3 separate regions of the Mus musculus genome follow, and regions 2 and 3 are each linked to region 1. A link is a contact called in public promoter capture Hi-C data. All regions are on one chromosome and are shown on one strand. Each heading gives the region's core, a stretch centred on a gene start, on an enhancer-like site or on the middle of the called end of the contact. The rest is flanking DNA. Distances are from core to core; before and after follow the strand shown.

Evidence for each region. Capture Hi-C pulls out chosen DNA fragments and counts their contacts.
Region 2: a promoter capture Hi-C map of liver shows a contact between it and region 1. The contact joins the promoter of Araf here to the promoter of Uba1 in region 1. A contact is called at or near these places in 7 of 39 promoter capture datasets (the C10 cell line, embryonic stem cells, liver and 2 more), 18 of 484 Hi-C or Micro-C datasets (B cells, CD4 T cells, CD8 T cells and 11 more), 13 of 115 datasets of contacts at active chromatin or transcription factors (the SCID.adh cell line, Th17 cells, astrocytes and 8 more) and 4 of 9 other capture datasets (adipose tissue, liver, macrophages and 1 more).
Region 3: a promoter capture Hi-C map of pancreatic islet shows a contact between it and region 1. The contact joins the promoter of Jade3 here to the promoter of Uba1 in region 1. A contact is called at or near these places in 7 of 39 promoter capture datasets (the C10 cell line, erythroid cells, liver and 2 more), 1 of 484 Hi-C or Micro-C datasets (nephron progenitors), 1 of 115 datasets of contacts at active chromatin or transcription factors (memory CD8 T cells) and 3 of 9 other capture datasets (adipose tissue, liver and pancreatic islet).

Annotation. Positions count from the first base shown.
Region 1 is chrX:20,661,452-20,664,151 of GRCm38.p6, forward strand. It overlaps Uba1 (ubiquitin-like modifier activating enzyme 1), which reads left to right and starts at 1,445. Exons shown (of 26, transcript NM_001136085.2): 1 at 1,445-1,674.
Region 2 is chrX:20,847,168-20,849,867 of GRCm38.p6, forward strand. Araf (Araf proto-oncogene, serine/threonine kinase) reads left to right here and starts at 1,376. Exons shown (of 16, transcript NM_009703.2): 1 at 1,376-1,452.
Region 3 is chrX:20,424,436-20,427,135 of GRCm38.p6, forward strand. It overlaps Jade3 (jade family PHD finger 3), which reads left to right and starts at 1,253. Exons shown (of 13, transcript NM_199317.2): 1 at 1,253-1,395.

The DNA of each region.
Region 1 (2,700 bases), core at 195-2,694:
TCAAAGGCATCTAGTGAGTTTGTATTTAGCAGTATTTATCTTAAACAAGATACGCCCCTAAGTGGTCATGGATGACGAGCAAAGACTGCTCACTTGGGCTTCGCACGGTTATCCAGTATGGTGAGTGCCTTGACTATTATCTCATAATTCCCACTTGCTAGGCAGGGCCACTTTGGGTGGGGGCTGCCCATCAAACCTCATGAATAATTCGTGAACTGTATGGGATTGGTACTTTTTAAAAAGGTTTATTTATTTATTTTATGTATGTGAGTACACTGTAGCTGTACAGATGGTTGTGAGCCTTCATGTGGTTGTTGGGAATTGAATTTTTAGGATTCCTGCTCGCTCTGGTCAACTCCGCTTGCTCCAGCCCAAATATTTATTTATTATATCTAAGTACGGTGTAGCTGGCTTCAGACACACCAGAAGAGGGCGTCAGATCTCATTACAGTGAGCCACCATGTGGTTGCTGGGATTTGAACTCAGGACCTTCGGAAGAGCAGTCAGTGTTCTTACCCGCTGAGTCATCTCCCCAGCCCAGTACATTTTTTTGAGACAGGGTTTCCTGTTAACCAGGCTTGCCTCAGACTAATGAACCTCCTGCTTCTACCTTCCTAGTGCAGAGATTAAAGGCATGCAGCACCATGCACATAAGCGCAGCTTGGGCGCAATCTTTCTTTTGGTGTTCCCACCCCACCACCCTAAGACAAGGTTTCTATGTGTAGCTCTGATTGTCCTGGAACTCCTTCTACAGACAGGCCTCAAACTCAGACCCTCCTGCTTCTGCCCACTGAGTGCTGGGATTAAAAGTGTACACCACCACACCTGGTGGACACAACCTTTCTTGACCTCTCTGTTTTCAAGTTGAGCTGCTGCTGCTGCTGCTGCTGCTGCTGCTGCTGCTGCTGCTGCTGCTGCTCCAACAGCTTCATTCAGTATTTAGGAGTCAGAGGAGTGCTGCCTGCAGTAGCCCTGTTTCTTGCTTACTGGGTATTAGATGGAGCAATAAGGCAGGCCTGCCTCTTTTGTTCCATCTCACTGAGTCTCGTGCATTATTCATGAATACGATATAGCTTTGGTCTCCTTGATTCCCAGCTACTGCAAGATCATTCATTATTCATGAACATGGGGTGTGGTTGTAATGCTTTAACATCTACTTTCTGGTTGCCTAGTCCTAGTAAACCCATAACCTTGCTTCGTGATTCACGATCGGGAAGAATGGCCTTGAGGTCCTTCCTTGATTTCTTTGACAGCTTAGATGCAGTAATTCTTTATTCATATTTCATAGCCTCTTGCTCTACCTGTTTTTCTAGTTACTGCCTCCAGAGCCACTTGGTGGAGCTGTTCTCCTTCTAATTAAAGAAGTCCCAAACTGGGCAGGGAAAATACATGATTCATGAGTGGGCGCGGTCCTCTTGCATCCGGGTTTCTGGGGGTGGGGCTCAGGGTTTTGTTCCGGCCTTGGGCTCTGCCGCCGCCATCTTGTGTCGGCTGCTGGGGTGAAGGAGGGTGGCAGGGAAGACCACAACCACCGCGGTCGGGGAAGGAGAAGGCGACAGTGATCCTAGCTGGCCCAGGCGGCAGGAGGAGGAGGAGAAAGAGGAGGGTGGCGGCCGAGCTTGACTTCGGCTCCTTGAGGAGTTGGCGGCGGCACGACCCGGGGAACCGGCATTGGTAATAGCTTTTCTCTGCACCTGGCTCGAAGCGCAAGGGCTCTGGGAGGTATGGGAGGGTCCCTGCTGGCTCTCTGCCAGCCCAATGTCTGAGTGCACTGCCGTGTCCTGGGTATTAAGAGTCACTAGGCAAGCGGGTGTGGGGGTGTGCAAATCCTGGGGTGGGGTGGATCACGTCTGTCTGGGACCACCCCTATTCCCTTGAGCTTCGAAATCTGACCTTGACGTCAGACCCCTATCTCAGCTTCTGGAGACTTCTGGCTCAGCACTATTACCAGGTATCTTGATCCGATCCTGAGCCATGCATTTCCTATCAGAACTCCCCACAGTCTCCATAAAGGCACCGGAATTCGGTGTCGCTGCTCATGAAAGCCGTCCATACTTGTGTGCTATTTGAAGACCTGCCCCAAAATCTCCCTTGAGACTCTTCCTAGCCCTTCAGTATTTGCTCTCATGGCTTAAGAGGGGCCAGGCTTGAGGAAAGGTCCGCGTGGCCTTCATTTCCGAATGAAGAGCCTTGTCTAGCATTTTCATCCAGTCTCCCCTCCCCCCAGGATACTATCTGTCCTTAGAGCTGCCATCTGGATTAAACCCGGTGAAAAGCTCTCTGCCTAGCCTTTCCGTGGGAAATCCATTCCTACATTTGAGATCTCCCAATACCACTTTGACATAGCATCCTCCATCGTGGACACCTGGCATTCTTATTCTTTTAAGCACCTGCCTTTAGAGACTCTCCCTGCTTTTAGGGACGCCCCCCTTTTTCACGTTCTCATTGTTCTTGAAGCATTGTTGTCTTCTCCATCAGCCATCGTAACCCCAGTATATTTCCTTTAGTCTCTCATGGGACTAGACGCCAGGGAGGACCTGTTTGGACACAGTTCTCCATTAGTGATCTCTTGCCGCCATCTACTCTTTCAGACTCTTGATTTGTAGCCCCATCTGCCCGATGGTCTCATTCTAGACCCAATTTTTGCCTTCAAAGGCAGACCAGCATTCTAGCTTCTCTTTTTATAGATTCCTTAATCTA
Region 2 (2,700 bases), core at 126-2,625, 190 kb after region 1:
GGTTGTTAACATTTACCAGCATACCATGTGGGTATATGTTTTCATTTCTCTAGAGTAAACACTTAGAAATGATGTTGTTGGATTCATGATTGATTGATTTTCAAATTATTTCTTGTCCTGTTTTTGCAAAGAACTTAAAGAAAGAAATCTTATCTTTTTATAGAACCAACAGACTCAGCCCATTACATACAGGTTCTCAAAATAACTACTAGCTCGTTTTGAAGTAAGAAAACGTGACGGTACCATTTGGGACACAGAGTTTCTCTTAAATTCATCTAGTAGTCAGGGTGGCCATCTGTTACTTAACTATATCCAAAGGAAAACCAAGACTCATATCTTAGAAGAAAGAAGGAACAACTTTGAGCTGGACACATAGAGGAAGTTTGCATCAGACAGGGAGATAGGGGTGTTGTTACATTTGAAAGAGATGGTTTCAAGGCCTTTAGGAAAATTTTCTGTGGTTGTAAAACTGGCAAGAGACTGCCATACTCTTTGGGGAGGGGCAGGGTGCTGAGAATTTAACTCAGGGCTTTGTGGTTCATTCTCTTGTTGAGCTACAACCCTAGAACTAAGCTTTTAAGGAAGATTTATCTATCTATCTATCTATCTATCTATCTCCAATAGACAGAGAAAATAAAAGTTTTCTGAAGGAAATGCTCCAAAAAAAGAATGTAGGTACATACACATGTGTGTGTCTGTGCCTTTTCTTATTCTGATGCCTGGGTAAATTCAGTTTAAGAATTATATTCATCCTAAAATATGTCCACAAATGGCTGCCACAGGATTGCATTCCAGAACAACACTCCCTTCTTCACCTAGCCAGCTGTGGTCTGTCTTTCAAATTCCTCAACCCCTTTCCTCCCTCCCTAGAGCCAGACCTCCAGCACGGATCCGCTAATTAGCAAAAGTTATGACTACAGTTTCTTAGAGCTGGTAAATACTGAACATCATTTAGTCTGAGTCCACCCTGTTTTAAAGACCATCAAATTAAGATATATGAATAGTCCTTTAAAATGTGCTTTACACTACTGGCCAAATTGCATTTAAGGGTTTCTCTTGCTCAGATCAGTCTTAAATGGCCAGAAAATACAAAACTGAAATGGAGTCGTGCCTCTGACACGCACACCAAAAAAAGACAAGCTTCTTTATTCTATAGCACGGTTAGGGTTAAAGTCCTTAAAACGCAGTAGTCGCCCTGACTGCGCCTGCGCGCCAATCAGGACAGGCGAATTTGCCCTAGAGACAGCCATTTGAGCCCACCCCTCCTAATCCGGAACACGACCCACATTCCGCTGGCCCTGTCTTGATGGGCATGATCATCCTCCAATAAGAATGGAGAGACGAGTCACAGCGAGCCAATAGCAAAAAGCCTAGGGACGGTGGCGGTGGACTGAGAGGAAACAAGAAGACAAGCCCAAGATGGAGGCGGTGGTGGTGGTAGCGGTGTGACAGGTGAGGGCAGGCCCGGTAGGGTTCGGGTTTTGGAGCGGCTGCGGGACCCGGGTATGAAGTCCAGACCGAAAGCTCAGCTCCAAGATGCTTCCGTCTGAATCTCAGCGTTCTCCCGCCCGGAACCAAAGGAGTGGTTTGACCAGGGCGAGACCGTCGTCATCGACCGTGGGAGTGGATGGAGGAGTCGGCCTGCAGGCTGCAGTGGTGGTTTCGCTTGCTGCGCGTGGCAGTGCACCTGCACAGAGCTTGAAGCCCTTGGGGAGGGCGGGACGGAGCCAAATTGGGTCTGGGGTCTGGGGCTTGGGTGCGAAATTCCAAGGTGAATTCTTAAACCCCTTAAAATGTCTAATGACGTTTCCTCACGACGTCCAGGAGATGCAGCTCTCTCCCATGGTTCCTTATTGCCCTTCATATTCTACGCCACCTAGGAAGATGTCTGACGATTACCTCATTATCCCTAGTTCACCCTAATCCCTTTCCATGATTTCACAGTGCGTTTACACCAGTAATCTGTTTGTGACCCCCAGTAGTTATCAGGTACAGTTTTTGGAAACCCTTCCCCCAACCTCACCTCCATCTTCTTCATCTGGATACCATTGTCTTCCTTTGCCTTTCCTCTTGATAGTGTTTTCTGATGAGCCATCATTGCCACTGCATTTGATTTAGTGTGTAATGTGGTCTGTTATCCAGCTGTTTTTCACAGTCTGTAGTGACTCTTATTACATCTCTCTTTAGTCTAGGGTATGGCGAACCTCTGTGGACTCTAGAGGGTCTGGTGACCTCTATTAGCTACCTGACAGTACCTTTGATTCTACCATTAGCCTTATAGCTTATGCTCTGGAATACCCACAGTGCCTTTTAAGGTCATTGGTACTGTCTTCATTTCCTTCAATCTAAAAACAAGGTCTGATGATCCTCCATTTTCCTGTCCCCTGTCTGTGTCTGATTACCCATTCTCTGAAGCTAAGACAGCCTGTTTATTTCCATTGTGTGCCTGAGACCTGTGATTTTTCAGTGCAGTACATAATGGCTTCCCCATTAATCTCTAGAGAGTCATGTGTTCTGCACTGTCCAGAACCGTGTGCACTGTCTCCTCACTGCAGTGAGTCTCAGATCTTGGTACTCAACTATGACATAAGCAATAGGAGATTCTCAGCAGAGAAGGGTTAGTATCATTGGGCTGGTTCATAAAAAGTGGGATTTAGGGAACAGTGGGAACTTGGAGATGGAATTTTATATGTCCTCTGC
Region 3 (2,700 bases), core at 3-2,502, 240 kb before region 1:
TTTTCAATTCTAGCAAGGTAAATTAAAAAAAGTTGTTTTCAAGCATCTGTATTTCAAAGGTCCAGGAACCAGTAGTAAATTATGTACACTTGTTTTATATATTACTACTATACATCATGTCTCCCTTATTTATTTGACGCTATTGTCTTCCATAATTGTGACAATGGCTAAGCAAAACAAAAAGTTGCAGGGCAGATGACCAGGGAGCTGGAACGCAGGGGCATAGAATAGACCAAAGCAGGCATTCATGGTGAACTTTTTCTTGTTTGTTTGTGTTTCTCTGTATAACCCTGGCTGTAGTGGAACTCGCTCTGTACACCAGTTTTACATTCTCTATCCAACCCTCTCTGTCTGTCTCAGCCCTAGTTTAAAGTTTTTTTTCCAAATAATTCTGATAGGCCTACCTAAACTATCCAAGACGGCGACCCCTACTTTTAAGTCAACCGATCTTTAATTATAGTACCAAAATATCTCCCCAGGAACACCTGGACGAGGGTTTGAATAACTGGGAGCTGTAGGCTAAGTCGACATCAGAAAAAAAGAAAAAGAAATCAAGAAGTCCCACCCCATCATAAAGCATTTTTGCTCACAACTGGATTAATGTGTTGTCAATTGCCTCCTGGCTTTTATTATTTATCCATGCTTCAAGTCTAAACGTCAGAAATAATGGTCGTCTTAGAGTTTAGGGACGAATTGCACTCGTAGAACTTTACAATCGAGTCAGGAGGGTGGGAAAGCTCAGGCTGGACTTTGCCGGAGCAGGAGCCAGTGCACCTCGCTGGCCCAAGCGCCTAGCAGGGCTGGGACGCCTCAGGGCAGCAGCGCGCGCAGCAGGAGGGGAGGAGAACCCACCTGAAGCGCCGCGCCGCGCGTGCGGGAGCTTGAGGTGGGTGGAGCCTCGAAGCCGGTGGCGCTCGTGACGGCGCCCAGCCCGCCAGAAGATCGCGCGGCGAGCAGACGGCGGGGAGTCAGCCGGGTAGGGCGAGCGCAGCCGGCGGGGGTGGGGGGAGGTGGGGGGGGGTGGGGCGGGGAGTTGCAGTGATGAGGAAGGAAAGGGAAGAGGCGGAGCGTGGGAGCGCACAGTGTCAGGAATACAATAGTGCTCCGCGCCGCCTCGGCTGCCGCCGCCGCCCAGCAGCCTGTCCAGAGCTGAGGCCTGAAGGGCCAGGCGGCCAGGGCCGGGGGCGGGAGCAGAGCGCTAGGGGGCGGCCCCCTCGGCTCCTCGGAAGGCCCGGCCAGGAGGGCGGGGTGAGATTAGGGGGCAGGTGCGAGGGAGGGAAGAGAAGAAAGCAGGCGGCTAGGGGGCGGTTACCACCCTAGCCAGACTCGCCCGGCACGTTGAGGGGGCCCTCAGTGTGCGGCGAGGAAGGAGCGGAGCGAGACGCTGCGCCGGAGGTAGGCGCTCTCGAGGGTGGCCTCGGCACCAGCGAGGTTGTGGGCGTAGTGCGGGTTTAGTGGCGGGAGTGGCGGCCTCGAGGAGTGGGACGCGAGCGGCGTGGAGCTTGGGGTCCCGGCCTTGCCACCCTCGGGGTCGCTCCAGCTCCACGTAGCGGTTGCCCCGGGGTCCCCCCGAGAGCCCCGGAACACAGAGCGTGTGTGGGCTGAGGTAAAGTGCCCAGTCGCCCCGCTGCTGGTGGCGCGCTGTGCCCGGTGGCCCGGGCGGGGGGTTGGGGGGGGGCGCGCGGACACGGACACACGAGCTGGGCTACAGCCTCCCGGACACCTCCGGAGGCGTTGAGCGCCATAACTGTGGCGGCCGTTCCCTTCGGAGTCCCCTCCGGGTGCCCCTTTCCGTGCTTGTCCTGTGCTATCAGGGACTCTTGGGGCCAGACCTCGGGGCTAGAGGGCATGCTCTTTCTGCTGCCTGTGGCTGCCGGGTCCGAGCAGCGAGAGGGCGCACCCTGGCTGTTTGAGCCTTGCGGAGCGGGAAGATACTGAGGGTCCGGAGAGGGCAAGACGGGCAGTGTGGGGAGCAACCAGGCACTCTGAGAGCTGAAATGCCAACCTAGTGGGAGTGCGGGTGCCCTTCCGTCCTCGAACTTTCCTTTCTCCAGTCATTGTTAGGACGCAGTGAGTGTTCGAAGCCCGCAATCGCCCTGAGGTCTAGGGGTGGGAAAATCGCCAGGGATATGCCAATTAAGGGGAGATTTTTCTGCCACCGGGCATAGTTGTTAACTTTTCTCCAGCTCCTCTGAGGGAGCCACATCGATTTTATTTTATTTTATTTTTTTAATCCTCCCAGCCTTTTCCTCCTGCTTTTCGGAGCAGAGTTTTGGTGGAATTGGGCTTTAAATTACACAGGGCAAACAGCGTTCATTATTTGTAAGGAAGAAAGTGGGGTGGGAAGAAAGTGTGGGGGGGGGGGACTCTTTAGTGAGTGTCCTTAATGGTGGCATGTGAAGATACACTTAAGAGTTTATCTCTTTGCAGCCCTAGGACATACGTACCTTGTAGGGCTTTCACAAGAAACTTGTTTGACCACTCCACTGGCGTTGAGTCACAAGGAAAGATGTGCACAAGGGTCGACCAACCCCGCCTTGTGAGATGCACTTAACTGTAAGGCTGAGGATGAGAACCTCACCCTCCACCCGCCACAGTTTGATTGTATAAGAAATAAAAACCATGGTGACAGAGATTTCAGTGTCCTAGAGGAAAAGGTGACCTCATTCCCTGCGTTCAGTCAGATAAAGATAACTGCTC